5 separate regions of the Mus musculus genome follow, and regions 1, 2, 3 and 5 are each linked to region 4. A link is a contact called in public ChIA-PET, HiChIP or PLAC-seq and promoter capture Hi-C data. All regions are on one chromosome and are shown on one strand. Each heading gives the region's core, a stretch centred on a gene start, on an enhancer-like site or on the middle of the called end of the contact. The rest is flanking DNA. Distances are from core to core; before and after follow the strand shown.

Region 1 (2,700 bases), core at 9-2,508, 440 kb after region 4:
TCATCTTCACTGGGAGCTGCTGTGAGCAAAGTCACAGTCATCCTCACACCAATTATTAGCTGCTTTCTACAGCACTGCAACAAGCCAACAAACATTTAAATGCACTTCACATCAAGAGTATGTAAACTTTATTGTGTTTTCCTCTTCAAGCCTTCAGAAATCAACGGCTGATTCTGCAGCCAATCTGGTCAGGACCTCTGAAGGCAAACTGAGTGCTTCCCAGTGTTAAGGACCACCCATGGCACCACATTCCCGTCTAGTAGTGAAGTGTCCCCTCAGCGGCTTCCAGTAAGGCCTAGAGTTTAATTAAGGTTAACATAAAAAAAGTGCCACTTGTGTTTTAGATTAGTGATGGACTCTGACGAGAGAAAATAAAGTTATTCTGTATATTGTTATTCTTACAAGCAGCTCCAATCCTGAGTATTTATGGTAATATCTAAACATACAAAAATGTATGTACATTTTTCTCCACTTTCTTGTAAACAGCTGTCAGTATACTGTTTTATCCCTTTATCACTGAGACATGCAAACCATACATACAAGTATAAATACACAAAAGAAAACAACTGACACTCATTCAAAGCCAAGCAACAACAAAAAACAGCTACAATATTCAAATCATAAATAAGAGAAGCTTGAAGCAGCTTAGGCTCCTAGCAGCAGCCAGCCATTCATCCTAATGTTCTCAGCTGCATCTTCCATGCGGTTACAGTCCTGGTAACACTATCGTATGTGGAGATAGGCTTGTTTACTATCATCTCTTCTTTCAGAATGAAGAACAAAGCAGCACTTACAAATATGGAAGCAGTGGCACCACCGCCGGACCAGGAGGGCGTTTTCCATTCCAACCATTTTTAAATTAAAAAGGCAAGGAAAAGTTGACCTAAACAAAGGTTACATATTCATTCCTTGGGCACTTAGCAGCGAGTCCAGCATGTCGAATGTGTCTTTGTAGTCCATATGCTGGCTGCTTGTACTGTACTCGTGATTGGCCTCAGGACCGTGGGGCTCCACTGGTTTCTTGTCCAGTTTCACGAGGGTGCTGAGATGTCCGTAGCCCACCTGGTATGTGACAGGGGGAGGAGGGGGTAAGGGATGGTTAAAAACAGAGCTGTGAGAGGATAGATACTGCTTAACAGAGGAAGAACTAGATGAACTACCTGCACTTTTGGAACTTTTGCTCATTTTGGAGTGGTGGTTGTGGGAGGCTTCGCTGCTATGCAGCTTCTTCCTTGCACTGGAGGCGGAGGAGACGCCTTCAGGGCCCAGGCCCACAGGACTCCTGAGCACCGTGGGAGGCATTCCATCCGCTGTGTGCTTACTGCCTCCACTGTGCATGTGCAAATACTTGTGGCTGCTGTGGTGGCGGTTGGCAGGGTGCTCCTTGTGCTTCTCCTTGTGGTCTCTGCTGATGTGTGGGCTTGAGTGCTTGCTCTTCCCACTGCCTTCATCAGAAGAGCTGTGTCTTTCCGAGGATGCCACTTTGATTTTCATCTTCAGCTCCTCTTTGCTGGGACCTTTGTCAGGCGGGGGGATGGGAATGCGGAGCTTCAGTGATCCACTCCTCTCCTTTTTCTCTGCCACGTGTTTCTCAGGCCTGTCCGAGTTGGTGAGGGGGAGCTTCATCTTGATGGGAGAAGTGACAGAAGTGCCCGTGACTGCCTGAGCCGGCCCATGCTTGTGCTGCTGTTCTGCATGGGCAGCTAGATAGTGATCCCTTGTGTCCACGTCAAGGGTTTCCAGCTTCCGCTTCTCTCTGTACTTATCTAAAGACATTTTCTGAGGAAGCATTCCAGGAGTAGCAGGTATGGGACCATGGTGTTTACTGCTCCCAGCTTTGTGAGTATATTCTTGCTTAGCTGATGAATGATCAGCAACTTTGTCCGGCCTGTGATGTAATCCAGAATGCAGTGCCATTGAAGGTCCCTGCTGGAAGCTTATGTACTGGCTCCCAGAGAGAGTGGCCTCCTGTTTCTGTGTGTACACTGGGTCTGTCCTGGCTGAATCTGGATGCTGGGGCCACTCTTGGTGTGATGACAAACTGTATGAGGTACTGGGCATTCCTGCTGCTAGCACTGATAAATTATCAGATGCACGGCTATCTTGAACAGAAGTACTTCCTGAATTTAGAGGTATTGGAGCAGGGAACGTTGATGTTGATGGTTTCTGAAAGCTTGGGTTGGCAGGTACACCAGTGACACTATCTACTAAAATAGAATTCTGGACCAAAGATGAACCAAGCAGTGGTGTCTCTGATACTTGTCCATCTACTTTTGGTTTCTTAGCCATAGCCTAGTTAAATGAAAAATAGAAGAAACAATGACAGCAAAGGGATTTAACACAAATGTCTTTGCTTGTAAAACTCTAAAGGAAGTTCATGGAAACAAATCTACCTGAATTCCAAGTTCTATGGCAATAAATGAATGCAGGGGAAGAAGGCTCTATGGTTGGAGAAATAGATATACAGTTCTATCCTAACCCAGGAATTGAGACAGTAACTTGTGTAGGCTTTAGCCTCACTTGAAACAAGGGAATTTCCCCAACATTACAGAGAATTAAAAAAAGAAAAGGGGGGGGGGTGGGAGCAGGGAGAAAGAGAGTGAGCGCTCCTGTACACAGAAGCTGAGCAACTGCAAGCTTCTGCAGTCTATGTGTGGTACAATGTACTCAGAAGTGGTACAGCATTTAACCATCCAATTT
Region 2 (2,700 bases), core at 177-2,676, 490 kb after region 4:
AGACCAGGCTGGCCTTGAACTTAGAAATCCACCTGCCTCTGCCTCCCACATGCTGGGATTAAAGGCGTGCGCCACCACGCCTGGCTTTCAAGTGTATTCTTAACATATCCAGCTAGGAAGAACAGAAGGACCTATCTGGCCTGAACTGGTTTGAAGTACATATACAAAACTGTGGCATTTAGTAACCTATTAGGGAGAATCCTCTATTTGTCATCTTAAGATGGGCAGGTACATAATTAAAATAAAATGCATTATGGGAAGGGACATTAGCAGTAAGTGTTAGGTCCCAAACCCCAAAAGGCAGTGCCACTTGTCTCAAGATGAGTCTAGGCTCGGTTCAGGCTGATGAAGAAGGATCTTGGGTAAACAGATAAAAGCCCCCATTGCTCGCTCAGAGCCTATATTTCTCTCTGGCTCAAAGAGCTAGTTCCCTTATTTCTTTCAATCTCAGGCAACTGAGGCATCTAGTTACTATCAAAACCTACACTGACCTCCAGGCCCCTTTAGTCCTTTTTAGCTTGTAGCTATGGCGAGTTTCAAAGCCTCTGGGCTCTTCTGGCCCTAAGCTCCCAGGCCTTTCCAGCTTACAAGTTCTTCATCCCCTTAACCTTGCAGCTACCATGCTCCCTTTAAAACTGGCCACTCCCTTATCACCCCCCTCCCGCCCACTCTTTTTCTCTCTGCTCCTAAGAGATAGCACTGGCAGTTGCCAGTTAGTAGTCCCTCCTCCCTGTCTCCTGAGAGGTAGCCACAGCAGCTTTGGACCCCCCAAAATACCCCTGAATATTCTCTACTACCCTAGAGATTGTTACATGCCAGCTTCAAATTTATAATTAACCTTTTCTTTCCAGGCACTATGGATCAGTCCAGTTCCGTGGTTTCAATGCAGCCTCACTCACAGCAAGAAAATAAACATGAGCTAATACTTACTGTCATGTGGTAGCCCTTCACTCCTAATAGAGTTATTTTGCAAATCTATATGAGTTCTTACTTTCAGCTCCTTGGATAAGAGCCCAAGAAGCTGGAAGCATCTGGCCTGGCCCTGACTCTCCAGTGACATTTATTTGCCTTCAGTTTTCTTTTCAATATTAAGGATCAAACCCAGGTCCTTGTGCTTGCTAGGCAAGCACTCTACCCCGGAGCTAAGTCCCCAGCCTCTCTCCTTTCAGTTTTGGATGTGTGGAGTTAGGCTTCTGGGCAGGATAGACAGCTCTCGCCATTTTCTGCCTCTTGGCCTTGAGGAAATTGTTTGGTCCCAGCCTGTGTTGTATCACCAGAGGACGTTCCTTCCTGTCTTGTAGGACTTTTGTGCAGTTTTGTAAATAATGACATTAGTAAAGCTCCTGGTTATGACTTCACCTTGGAGGCAGTCAGCAAATATTAGTCAGCTCTCTAAATTTCCTCATCTGTGAGCTTAGGGAGATTGCCGGGTTCAAATTCTGCCAGTTAGACAAAAGTCAACATTCCTCAGGAAACTGTGAAGCCGGGCTCTCCTCTACCATTGGCAGAAGGGACAAAGGGCTATCTGTGGTAGCCATTAGCATACCAGAGTGCCCCCAGATCTCTCAGTATCACAGGTACCTGTTACACATTTCAGAGTCCTTGCAGGCATCCTGGCTCTTCCCCTTCTGCCTCTTACTCTGGTCCTTCTTCAGCTTAGAAGCTCCCCTCCCTGGCTTCTCATTCTCATTCTATTGCTGCTTAGTCTTAGCCTCTCATTTTCCTTCTCTTTGTCTTCATCTTTCGCTCTCCCCTATATTGCCTTCTCCTCTCATGGCTAAATCCAGTATGCTAGCTATGTTTAGTCTGTTACTTTCTCTGTTCTGGATTCTTCCAGATGCCTCTGGCTCATAGCTACCTGAATTCACATCTACATTGTTCTCTCTCTCACATCTATAATAAAACCCTTCCCTCAACTACACCTTGGAGTGGACATGGTATCAGTTTACACAGTAGTGATGGTTGGCTTCTGGCAATGGGTTATTTTGAGGGTTCTGTGAGAGTATCTGGTGCCTAGGTATAGCTCACTAAATGTTAATGTAATGTTACTGTTAATCCCGTCAAGTTTCTGCTACCTCTTGGGAGCTAAGACTGAAAAATTATTGGGTGGATGTGAATTACTTTAAGTGTTTCCTACTCCTAGAAGCAGCAGTTGGTTCATGTCTCATGCTTTAACCCCCAGGAGCTAGTTGGGAATCCAGAGCTAGAGACTAGATTGTCAGTGAGGACCTCACTGTAGACTCCTTCTGCCCCTCACTGCTCTCCAAGCACAGGTTTGCCTAGCTTCCAGGCCTCCTGGGAATTCCAAGAGCATGGTGGATTGTATCCACAGAAGGGTGTTTTTTCCAGCAGAGCTTCTGATAGACAGGGTGATAGACAATACCATTTCCTTCTGGTTCTTTGTGAGTCAGCTTTCTACTAAGCAGTTGAATGATAGCTCTTCACCCGTGTGTGTGTGTGTGTGTGTGTGTGTGTGTGTGTTACATTCCTTCTAGACTCTGTCCAACAGTTTCCTGTCATTAGCCAAATAGGCTTGACTAACTGTAAAAGAGGCTGCCCTCTTCTGGCTCTCTTACTCTCTCTGCCCACTTTCTCTCCGACCCCTTTCTCCCTCTCTCCTCTTCCCTCTCCCCCCTCCACACGTTCCTGGCCGGTCTCTTCTTTCCTCCTCCTCTCTATCTCTGTCTGTCTGTCTGTCTG
Region 3 (2,700 bases), core at 201-2,700, 270 kb after region 4:
AGGAAGAAATTATCAAAGAAATCATGAAAATGTACAAGAGGAAAAATGTTATTCACGTGGCATAGAGTATCCTGAGTGCAAGTAGAATTTTGAGGCATATACTTATAGATTATATAGACACAGATAGATGTACGTAATTATGAAGTTTTAGAATACTAAGTTAGAAGTTAATGAAACCCTTAAAAACAAAGGAAAGCTTTTCTTTTTTCATTTGTGGGTGTCAGTGTGCTTTGTGTCTGTGTGTTTGTATGTTTGCGGGTATGTGAAATACATGTGGGAGTGCACATTCATGTGTATGCATATGCATGTAGTAGTCAGAATAAATATTTTAATGCTATTTGAAAAATGTTTCCTGGTCAGTATAATGTTTTAATATGAGTGTCATGTAGTTTATATACAATGTGTTTACAATTTGGCCATGGAAGTATTTTTCTAGGTTTTTGACTTAAAATACTATTTTATTTGCTAAAATTTCTACATATGCAATTCCCCTTTTTACCAGATGCACATCTAAGGAAGATAGTGTATAAAGTATATTTCTATTTTATAACTTCTCTATCTAATTTCCTCACCCGAAGCCTCCTTCACGGGGCTAGCATAAGGGTTGAATGAGTTCAGCACACAGTACGTGCTAAGCAAAGACACATAGGAAGTATGTGGCTATATCCATTCAGTGCATGACTGTGTTCATTCCACTGAGTTATGTGTATTTATGAAGAGTGACACTATAATTGGATTCATTTCCAGTCAGTCTGGTTAATGAAAATGCTAAGTTCTTTCATTTAGGAAGAACAGTTGTTTCCCCATTTCATAACTGTTGGCTGATTTCAGTTTGAAAAAGAGAAACAGCATGATATTCGATCATTCTTCTTACCAAAACTGAAAAAGAGACAGTTAGAAACGACCTGTGATGACCCAGAGGCATTCAAGGAGAAGATTACAGTGGCCTCGGACCCTAGAAAAATGGCTACAAGTGATAGCACTGCTGACAAAAATGGGTGTGAGCCTGAAGCTAAAAGGTTGAAGTCCCTGAGCACCGAGGACCACAGCAGTGCCCTGGAGGAAGGACCGTCCTTGCAAGCCAGAGCCACATCCATGGAAGTTGTCCATGAGGTCAAGCCCCCATTGGCTTCTCCAGCCCTTCCTGAGAAGGGATGGCAGTGTGGCTTCTGCACATTCCTCAACAACCCAGGCCTTCCATACTGTGAGATGTGTGAGAACCCTCGGAGCAGAGCTGGTGAGTGTACGGAAGGTGGGGATGAGGCTGGCAGGGAGGGTGCCCTAAAGACCACCCAAGCCTTTGGGTAGTAATGTTACAGAAGTGCCTCATGACTCAGCAGGGCCTACAGCCCTTAAAATCGAATAAGAAGTTCCCTGAGTAAAGACTGTCGATTCATCCCCTGTGGAATGTGAATGACTCCTGGTTCTGTCAAGAATATATATTCTGAGTGCCACTGGCTTGGCATTAACTTGGCACAAATGGGCATTTCTGAATAATGTCAACAGGATGTGAGCTCAGTGGGCAGGAGAAGCCTTGTTGCTATGGTAGCAAATGTGCTGCCCATCACAGACCTGCTGTTATGAAAGAAGTAGATATTCTTGTTTTTTAAGGAAATGAGATGGTTTTTATATTTAAATAGAATCATTTTGTAACTACTTGGCCTGCTCAGTATTCATTGTGCCATATTTCTTCCTTGACAACTCATAAGCTCTTCTTCAGGTCTTATTAAAAGAATCTAACCAATACATGCATGCAGAATAAATACAATGTAACAGAAAAATATCAGAAATATTAGTATTCTCACTGTTTTCAGTTCCAGAGAATATTTTTATGGCAATGAAAAAATGCCACATTGACAGTTCTGGAAACTAGAAATAGGTTATTTTAACAATGGTATAGTTGTTCACAGTGGTTCTCCTCTATATTCATTCTTCTAACAGCAGGCTCTAACCAGGACAGAACTAAGAGACTCTAATGTTATAGTTTCCCCACCCCTCCTCCTCTCAGTGTTAATCCGAAGGAATACAGAACCTGAGTCTTTCCTCTCTCACTTCTGAGAGCTCTATCAAAATTGACAAGTGGCCGTCTGGGTAGCTGTATTTGTTATGTGGGCACCTGTTCTCTGAAACAAAACTAGAACCACACACTCTCTCCATGTGATGTCCTTGCCACAGTTAACATGACCCCCTGCAATCCCAGCTGGTGCAATCAAAATAAAGCAACTTGTAAAGTTAGCTCACAGCAAGAGTAGAAAGTGACTAGCTTAGGAAAAAAAAAAATCCTAGTTTATTATGTGTTTGATAGTTCTCATTTTCCCTTTTGATGCTAGGAACAACAGTGAAAGTTTCTAGACCTATGATTGAATAAGCAGCCTGCCAAGAAACCTGAAGAAATAAACTCCAGTTGTGAGCGTGAAGTAGCCTGCTTAGGGAAAAGATAAGAGTTTCAAGTAACAGTGCGTTTCAACACGACAGTGCTCAGGTTTACATTATTACAATTGGCATAATGAGCTGGTACCTTGATTTGTTTGTACCCACAAGGTATTAAAGGGCAGAATGAATACTAATTAAAATTTTAATATTGCTTTCTTAAAACTCTTGAAGAAACAGTAGAATCCAAAAGCATTAAAGGAGCCATATGGTTGCTGCAGTTTGTGAAAGCTGCTTTGAAATCAATAGGGCATAGTATACACTGAATGA
Region 4 (2,700 bases), core at 124-2,623:
TGGTCCATGTATCAAGAATGTACAAAACTATAGAAGCAGATGGTTGACTGCGGATATACAAGACTTCAGCAATAAAACAGGAGGCTATGGAACCAACTGATTTAGAGCAATATGGGGTAAATGAGTTGGCACATGTCTGGAAAACTACATTTTAGGTTAGAAGAGAGGAAGAATCAGGACTGAGTATGTACTTTAAAAACTATGTTAAAAGTTAAAAAAAAAAAAGGTCAACTTGTAATAAAGTAATTATTGCACCTCAGTTCCCTCTGAGTACTATGATAAAAGAGTACCATCTGTGAGCTCAAGTTTATGTTTCGGGAACATTCTAAGACATCAGGTGGTTTCTTTGTGGCTTACCGATGACACAGCTTTCTTGACAGCTCACAACTTTCTAGACCCAGTTGTCTGCCTAGTGGCCTGTCCCAACCACACCCGCACACCAAGAATTAAAAGGTCCAAGCTGCCAGAAGAGGAGATCCCAGAGGACCAAGAAGGGGAACACCAGGGCTGGGGGTCTTGGGGGGGGGGGTCTGCCTGCGACAACCCGATTGCCAAGGCCTGCAGGGCGCGACTCCTCGCAGGGTTCAGTGATTGGGGACAGGGCCTGGACGCGCTTCCCACACAGATGCAGACAGGTCACGCCGGAGTCCCCAACAGACCCCAGAAGCACCAAGTGGCACTGGGCCCGCCCGCGGCCTGGAGAGGCTTGGCGTCTGGGTCGGCCCCGCAGCGGAGCAAGCCTGGAGCCTTATAAAAAAAAAAAAAAAAAAAAAAAAAAGCTGTACTGGCCCGGACAGGAGACGAGCGGCCCCGAAGAGACCGAGTGGACTGGGCGACAGGGTCTTAGGCTGTCTGAGCCCGGCCCACCTTAGCTCCTCCTGCCTAGCTCACTCGACGCTAACGAGAATCCAGAACAAGATCAAAGCGCCACCGTTCTCGGGCCCTCTCCCCAGTCACCTGCCACGAACACCACGAAGACCGCGCCGCTCCTCTTAGCAGACGCGATGGCCGCCGGGATGGCGCCCTGGAACCACAGCATCGTCCCCTTCAGGCCCAGGCGCTCGCTCGGTGTGTCGTCGCCGCGGTGCCACAGCCGACCCCGCCCTCCTGGTTCTTTGGCCTCGTGGCCCCGGCAACCACCGGCTAATCCGGGCCCCGGTCTGAGGACCCAGCCAGCCCGTACGCCCGACAGCCACCCCCTGGGGACGCGCACCGGAGCGCGCTTGGCAAGAAAAGTACGCCCCTGTGTCACGTGACGACGACACTCCTCGTCAGGGGTCGCGCGCCCCGGTGCCTGGTCGGCTAGGTAAGTCCGTAAGTGCGCGCCCCCGCGAAGCCTCGGGTTCCGACTCCAGGAAGTGGAAGGAAGTATCAGGAAGGATGACTAACCGCTACGGCACGTTGACGTCGCCTGCAGTGAGGCTTCCTGGGAATTGTAGTCTTCCGAGGCTTGTTAATTTGCGGAAAGGTAAACTGTGGGCTCAAAGCATGGCGAGAGTGAGCATAGTGAGCACATCAACGCTGTAAGAGTAAATGCTAGGTATCGAGTTGCTGTCACCCTCTGACTTCTGCAAGCAATCTGCTCCACAAATAAACAAGCTTTACGGGGCTTGACCCGAAGCCTTTGGTTTTTATTTAATTTGACCCTGTGAAAAAGATGGGATTCAGAGGGGCGTGGCAAACCACGCATTTAATCCCAGCAATCCGAAAGCAGAGGCCTGCCTGCCTGTATGAGATGGACAGCTTAGTCTACAAGGTGAGTTCCGCGGACTGTCAGGATTTGTACAGAGACCCTGAATAACAAACAAACAAACAAACAAACAAAAACCAACCAACCAACTTACCAAAAACCCCAAACAAACAAAAGAAAAAGACCGGCTAGAGGTACAACAGTGTTCCTCCTCGCCCGCCTCCCACCCCGCAGTACCACATAGGCCCCTTATCTGAAGGGTAAGCGAAGTGGCAGAATGCTGGCTTTTGGCTATAATGTGCATTTACTAACTGGATCACATTGTAAAACCTTCAGCCACTATGCTATGCTATTGAAAAAACTTATTTATTTTTAATTCTGTGAAGACAATCCTCCTACCTGTACCATCCAGCGTGTACCATCTTGGCTGGCTGTACTTAACTTGTATGAATATCATGTAAAGAAAATATTTCTGTTGTTTCCTTGAGTGATAGAGTAAAGAAAGTCTAAATGGAGTAGAATCAACTTGTGTATAGGCCAGTAAGAAAATAAATTAATAACTATGTAAGGTTTATGGATGCATACGAAATCAAAATGGAAGAAAAAACATTTGCACAAGTTTCTAGTGTTTGGTTTCGGACTTGGGGACAAGGGACTGAGGTGCATATTTTCCACACCAAAGCAGACCTGGCCTCCAGGTTCTCCCAGCATCCCTCAGTCCATACCCTGCCTCCAACTTTGAACTTCCCAGTCCAGATCTCTCTCTCTCTCTCTCTCTCTCTCTCTCTCTCTCTCTCCTTGCCCATTCCCACTCCCCCCCCTTCTCTCTTACTATATATCTTCCTCCACTAGCTGCTCCCCTCTCCCTGGTGGCAACTTCCTTGGCCTTGATCCTTGGGGCCAGTGAACTCGCCGACCGAGAGCGGTTTCCCAAAAACCTGCCTTTAATATAATCTAATCTGGCTTAAATTGGCCAATTTCTCCTATCTTCCTTCAAATATATATATATA
Region 5 (2,700 bases), core at 111-2,610, 290 kb after region 4:
GGGTACTTTCTCTAGCTCCTTCATTGGGGACCATGTGCTCTGTCCAATGGATGGCTGTGAGCATCCACTTCTGTATTTGCCAGGCACTGGCAGAGCCTCTCAGGAGAGAGCTATACCAGGCTCCTGTCAGCAAGCTCTTCTTGGCATCTGCAATAGTGTCTGGTTTTGGTGGTTGTTTATGGGATGGATCCCCAGGTGGAGCAGTCTCTAGATGGTCATTCCTTCAGTCTCTGCCCCAAAAGAATGTTTTCCTATAACTGAGACTGGTAAACCTAGGCTCTCAGGACATTTCCTGTGGGTAAGCACTGCATATATGGATAATGTGCCTTTTTCCAGGCTTCAGCAGAAAGCTTTCTCCCTAACCTAAGCTATGTATCTGCTTCCTCCTAGAGAACTGCCCAGCAAGCCAAGGAAAGAAGTCAGGTGAGACGACTCTCTCTGGCAACAAAGCACGGATCAGACATCACCCGGTTTCTGGTGAAGAAGTAAGGCGAGATATAAACAGAAGCAGATGGCCTGCAGGCAGAAGCAGTTGTCACAATTCATCTTCATGTATGTCTAGTATTTTAAGAATAGGAAGTTTTTAAATATAAGTCAATAACTGAAATTTAGATTTTTGCTAAGCTCTCTTAGTGTTACATACTTAACAGAAACTGAGGGATGATGGGAAGATTCTGGGGTCTTCCTGACTCATGAAGATTGTCAATTATGTTTCAGCAAGATTTTGTTCCGCTTTTTTTCCCCTTCTACACCTTAATCACTGCATTGGGCATGGATAGTGTGGGACAAATATATTCACGCAAACCTGACAGCTCTTGATCACCATTGCTTCTGGACTGTGTAGTATAAAGGGAACATTCCAGAACAATCAGGGACATTTTGGAGACAAGCCATGATTAGTAAGGAATGATTACAGCTCAGGCGCATGTTTGGGGTGCAGCCTCCTTGCTTGATTTCTGGGCCAGTCCTCTTCATTGAAGAGATGCTTTTGTTAATGAACTGATTGTAAGCTCACATGGTGTCTGTGTACAACTGCTGTGCTCTGAGTAACCATGAGAACAAGTGAGAGACCACAGTGCCGCACAGCCTCGCTTCTGTTTTCCTGTTTGCTCCCTTGTTTCCTGTCATGGTTTGTTTTGTTTTTAATGTATAAAATCAGGCTAATTGTCAAAACAGATTTTGTCTCCTGGTCCTCGTTTCCTGGTTTTAAAATCCTGGTAGTGATTTGTTTTGTTCTGTTCTTTCAATAAACCTTGTAATTTTTTAAAAATATTTTTAAATTATGGGTACGTGTATCCCTGTGGGGCCGGGGGAGATGCGCAGTTGCCCACAGAGGTGGTGTAGCTCCCAGGCCTGCCACACAGCAGCTCTGACAGATGCTGCAGACTGAGTTGCTAACCACGGGACCATCTCTCCTTCTCCATATCCTATTTTATTAGGTTTATTTCTGTTACCTCTTAAAAAGAAGGATGGCCAACAAATCGTGGTGGCGCACGCCTTTAGTTCCAGCATTCAGGAGGCAGAGGCAGGCGGATCTTTATGAGTCTGGGGCCAGCCTGGTCTACAGAGTGAGTTCTAGGTCAGGCAAGGCCATGTGGTAAGACCCCGTTTCCACAATAAAGTGACAGTGGGGTTGGGAGGTGGCTCAGTTGATGAGCTGCTGGCCACACAGCATAATAGCTTAAGTCTGAGCCACAGAACCTGTGTGAAAACCTAGGTGTGGTGGCACCTGTGACCCCAGCACCGAGTAGCCAGAAACAGAAGGATCCCTGGGGCTCCCAGGCCAACGGTCCAGGGAAGAGGTAAGCTTCTGGTTTAGTGACATCTGGCCTCCATGTGCATGTTCTCCATACACACATACACACAAGACTAATAGTGATAAAATTCACCACATAAAAACAACCAGAAGGTTAAATGTAGGTCAAACCCAATGGTAACATTAATGAGACACGTGCTAATGATGGACTGGAGAGGTGGCTCGGTGGGAAGAGCACGAACTGTCCTTCTCAAGCGCCAGGGTTTGGGTCCCAGGACCCACGTGGAAGCTCAGAACTGTCCCTCTTCTGGCCTTGGACACTAGCACACGAATTATCCATAGCTACACATGCAGGCAAAACACCCATACAAAGATGAATATAATAAATTTGAAAAAAATATTTAAGTAACCTTTTAAAAAGAAAATAGGGATAATGACAGGAAAGGGCGAAGCCATTCCAGCAACGTCCCCTGCAGGAAGAGTGACAATCAAAAAAGCATCACTCTCAGATCCAAGGAGGAATTCCATCCCCAGAGGCGCCCATGTGTGTACACTGGGATGCAAACCACGTCAAATGCTTAATGTTAGTTAGCAGCTACCAGGTCACACCTTATTTGTAGAAGCCTTATGCACTGTGAGCTATCCTTGCAGAGTGTCATCAAGTCTATAACTGACCTATTGCGTGACGTCAGGTGGAGCTGTCTCTCTTATAAAGCAGATCCTGCACTGTCTGGCCTCTTTCCTGCTCTGCACACCTGCCTTTTTGCAATTTTCCACCTTATTTCCAGTAACCAATCATCATGGTTCGCAGGCAAGAAATGCAGGCCCAGCCCACGGCCCCTCCCCTCCAGCATGTGGTCTTCTTGGCAGACTTTGGTGTAAGTAGGTCAGTCAGTGGGGCTTGCTCCTCATTCACTGTAGTGGGAATTCTCAGGAGAGAGTTC

Evidence for each region. Promoter capture Hi-C pulls out the DNA fragments that hold promoters and counts their contacts. ChIA-PET counts read pairs in DNA pulled down with a chosen protein or histone mark. HiChIP or PLAC-seq counts read pairs in DNA pulled down with a chosen protein or histone mark.
Region 1: a promoter capture Hi-C map of embryonic stem cells shows a contact between it and region 4, with 4 times the contacts expected there. The contact joins the enhancer-like site here to the promoter of Ubxn4 in region 4. A contact is called at or near these places in 18 of 39 promoter capture datasets (3T3-L1-derived adipocytes, the C10 cell line, the HPC-7 cell line and 12 more), 1 of 484 Hi-C or Micro-C datasets (bone marrow-derived macrophages), 13 of 115 datasets of contacts at active chromatin or transcription factors (the SCID.adh cell line, bone marrow-derived macrophages, embryonic basal ganglia and 9 more) and 3 of 9 other capture datasets (adipose tissue, liver and pancreatic islet).
Region 2: a contact with region 4 is called in a promoter capture Hi-C map of liver, with 2.0 times the contacts expected there. The contact joins the enhancer-like site here to the promoter of Ubxn4 in region 4. A contact is called at or near these places in 6 of 39 promoter capture datasets (the C10 cell line, the HPC-7 cell line, liver and 2 more) and 2 of 9 other capture datasets (adipose tissue and liver).
Region 3: a contact with region 4 is called in a FOXA1 HiChIP or PLAC-seq map of pancreatic cancer cells. The contact joins the enhancer-like site here to the promoter of Ubxn4 in region 4. A contact is called at or near these places in 7 of 39 promoter capture datasets (3T3-L1-derived adipocytes, the C10 cell line, cranial neural crest and 3 more), 1 of 15 datasets of contacts at CTCF or cohesin (the NIH/3T3 cell line), 6 of 115 datasets of contacts at active chromatin or transcription factors (bone marrow-derived macrophages, embryonic stem cells, memory CD8 T cells and 1 more) and 3 of 9 other capture datasets (embryonic stem cells, liver and pancreatic islet).
Region 5: a contact with region 4 is called in an RNA polymerase II ChIA-PET map of memory CD8 T cells, with 21 read pairs. The contact joins the enhancer-like site here to the promoter of Ubxn4 in region 4. A contact is called at or near these places in 7 of 39 promoter capture datasets (the C10 cell line, the HPC-7 cell line, embryonic stem cells and 4 more), 1 of 484 Hi-C or Micro-C datasets (bone marrow-derived macrophages), 7 of 115 datasets of contacts at active chromatin or transcription factors (bone marrow-derived macrophages, embryonic midbrain, embryonic stem cells and 2 more) and 4 of 9 other capture datasets (adipose tissue, embryonic stem cells, liver and 1 more).

Annotation. Positions count from the first base shown.
Region 1 is chr1:127,801,754-127,804,453 of GRCm38.p6, reverse strand. Ccnt2 (cyclin T2) reads right to left here. Exons shown (of 9, transcript NM_028399.1): 9 at 1-2,292. The coding sequence ends at 895. Among named protein-coding and RNA genes, the nearest start is that of Ccnt2, 29 kb to the right of the region's middle. Within about 2 kb of position 1,258, at least 10 of the 459 cell types and tissues checked have an H3K27ac peak or open chromatin away from gene starts, as enhancers often do. A contact at or near this core is called in embryonic stem cells, where this site is marked.
Region 2 is chr1:127,754,662-127,757,361 of GRCm38.p6, reverse strand. The region is part of intron 6 of Acmsd (amino carboxymuconate semialdehyde decarboxylase); the gene reads right to left. All of the region lies in intron 1 of 2900009J06Rik (RIKEN cDNA 2900009J06 gene), which reads left to right. Among named protein-coding and RNA genes, the nearest start is that of 2900009J06Rik, 18 kb to the left of the region's middle. Within about 2 kb of position 1,426, at least 36 of the 459 cell types and tissues checked have an H3K27ac peak or open chromatin away from gene starts, as enhancers often do. A contact at or near this core is called in the HPC-7 cell line and liver, where this site is marked.
Region 3 is chr1:127,974,676-127,977,375 of GRCm38.p6, reverse strand. Zranb3 (zinc finger, RAN-binding domain containing 3) reads left to right here. Exons shown (of 21, transcript NM_027678.3): 13 at 832-1,237. Among named protein-coding and RNA genes, the nearest start is that of Gm28800, 15 kb to the right of the region's middle. Within about 2 kb of position 1,450, at least 88 of the 459 cell types and tissues checked have an H3K27ac peak or open chromatin away from gene starts, as enhancers often do. A contact at or near this core is called in the NIH/3T3 cell line, bone marrow-derived macrophages and pancreatic cancer cells, where this site is marked.
Region 4 is chr1:128,242,810-128,245,509 of GRCm38.p6, reverse strand. Ubxn4 (UBX domain protein 4) reads right to left here and starts at 1,373. Exons shown (of 13, transcript NM_026390.3): 1 at 958-1,373. The coding sequence starts at 1,039. Gm41949 (a long non-coding RNA gene) reads right to left here and starts at 951. Exons shown (of 2, transcript XR_878509.3): 1 at 868-951; 2 at 1-747.
Region 5 is chr1:127,952,756-127,955,455 of GRCm38.p6, reverse strand. Zranb3 (zinc finger, RAN-binding domain containing 3) reads left to right here. Exons shown (of 21, transcript NM_027678.3): 21 at 391-1,277. The coding sequence ends at 489. Among named protein-coding and RNA genes, the nearest start is that of Gm28800, 6.8 kb to the left of the region's middle. Within about 2 kb of position 1,360, at least 10 of the 459 cell types and tissues checked have an H3K27ac peak or open chromatin away from gene starts, as enhancers often do. A contact at or near this core is called in memory CD8 T cells, where this site is marked.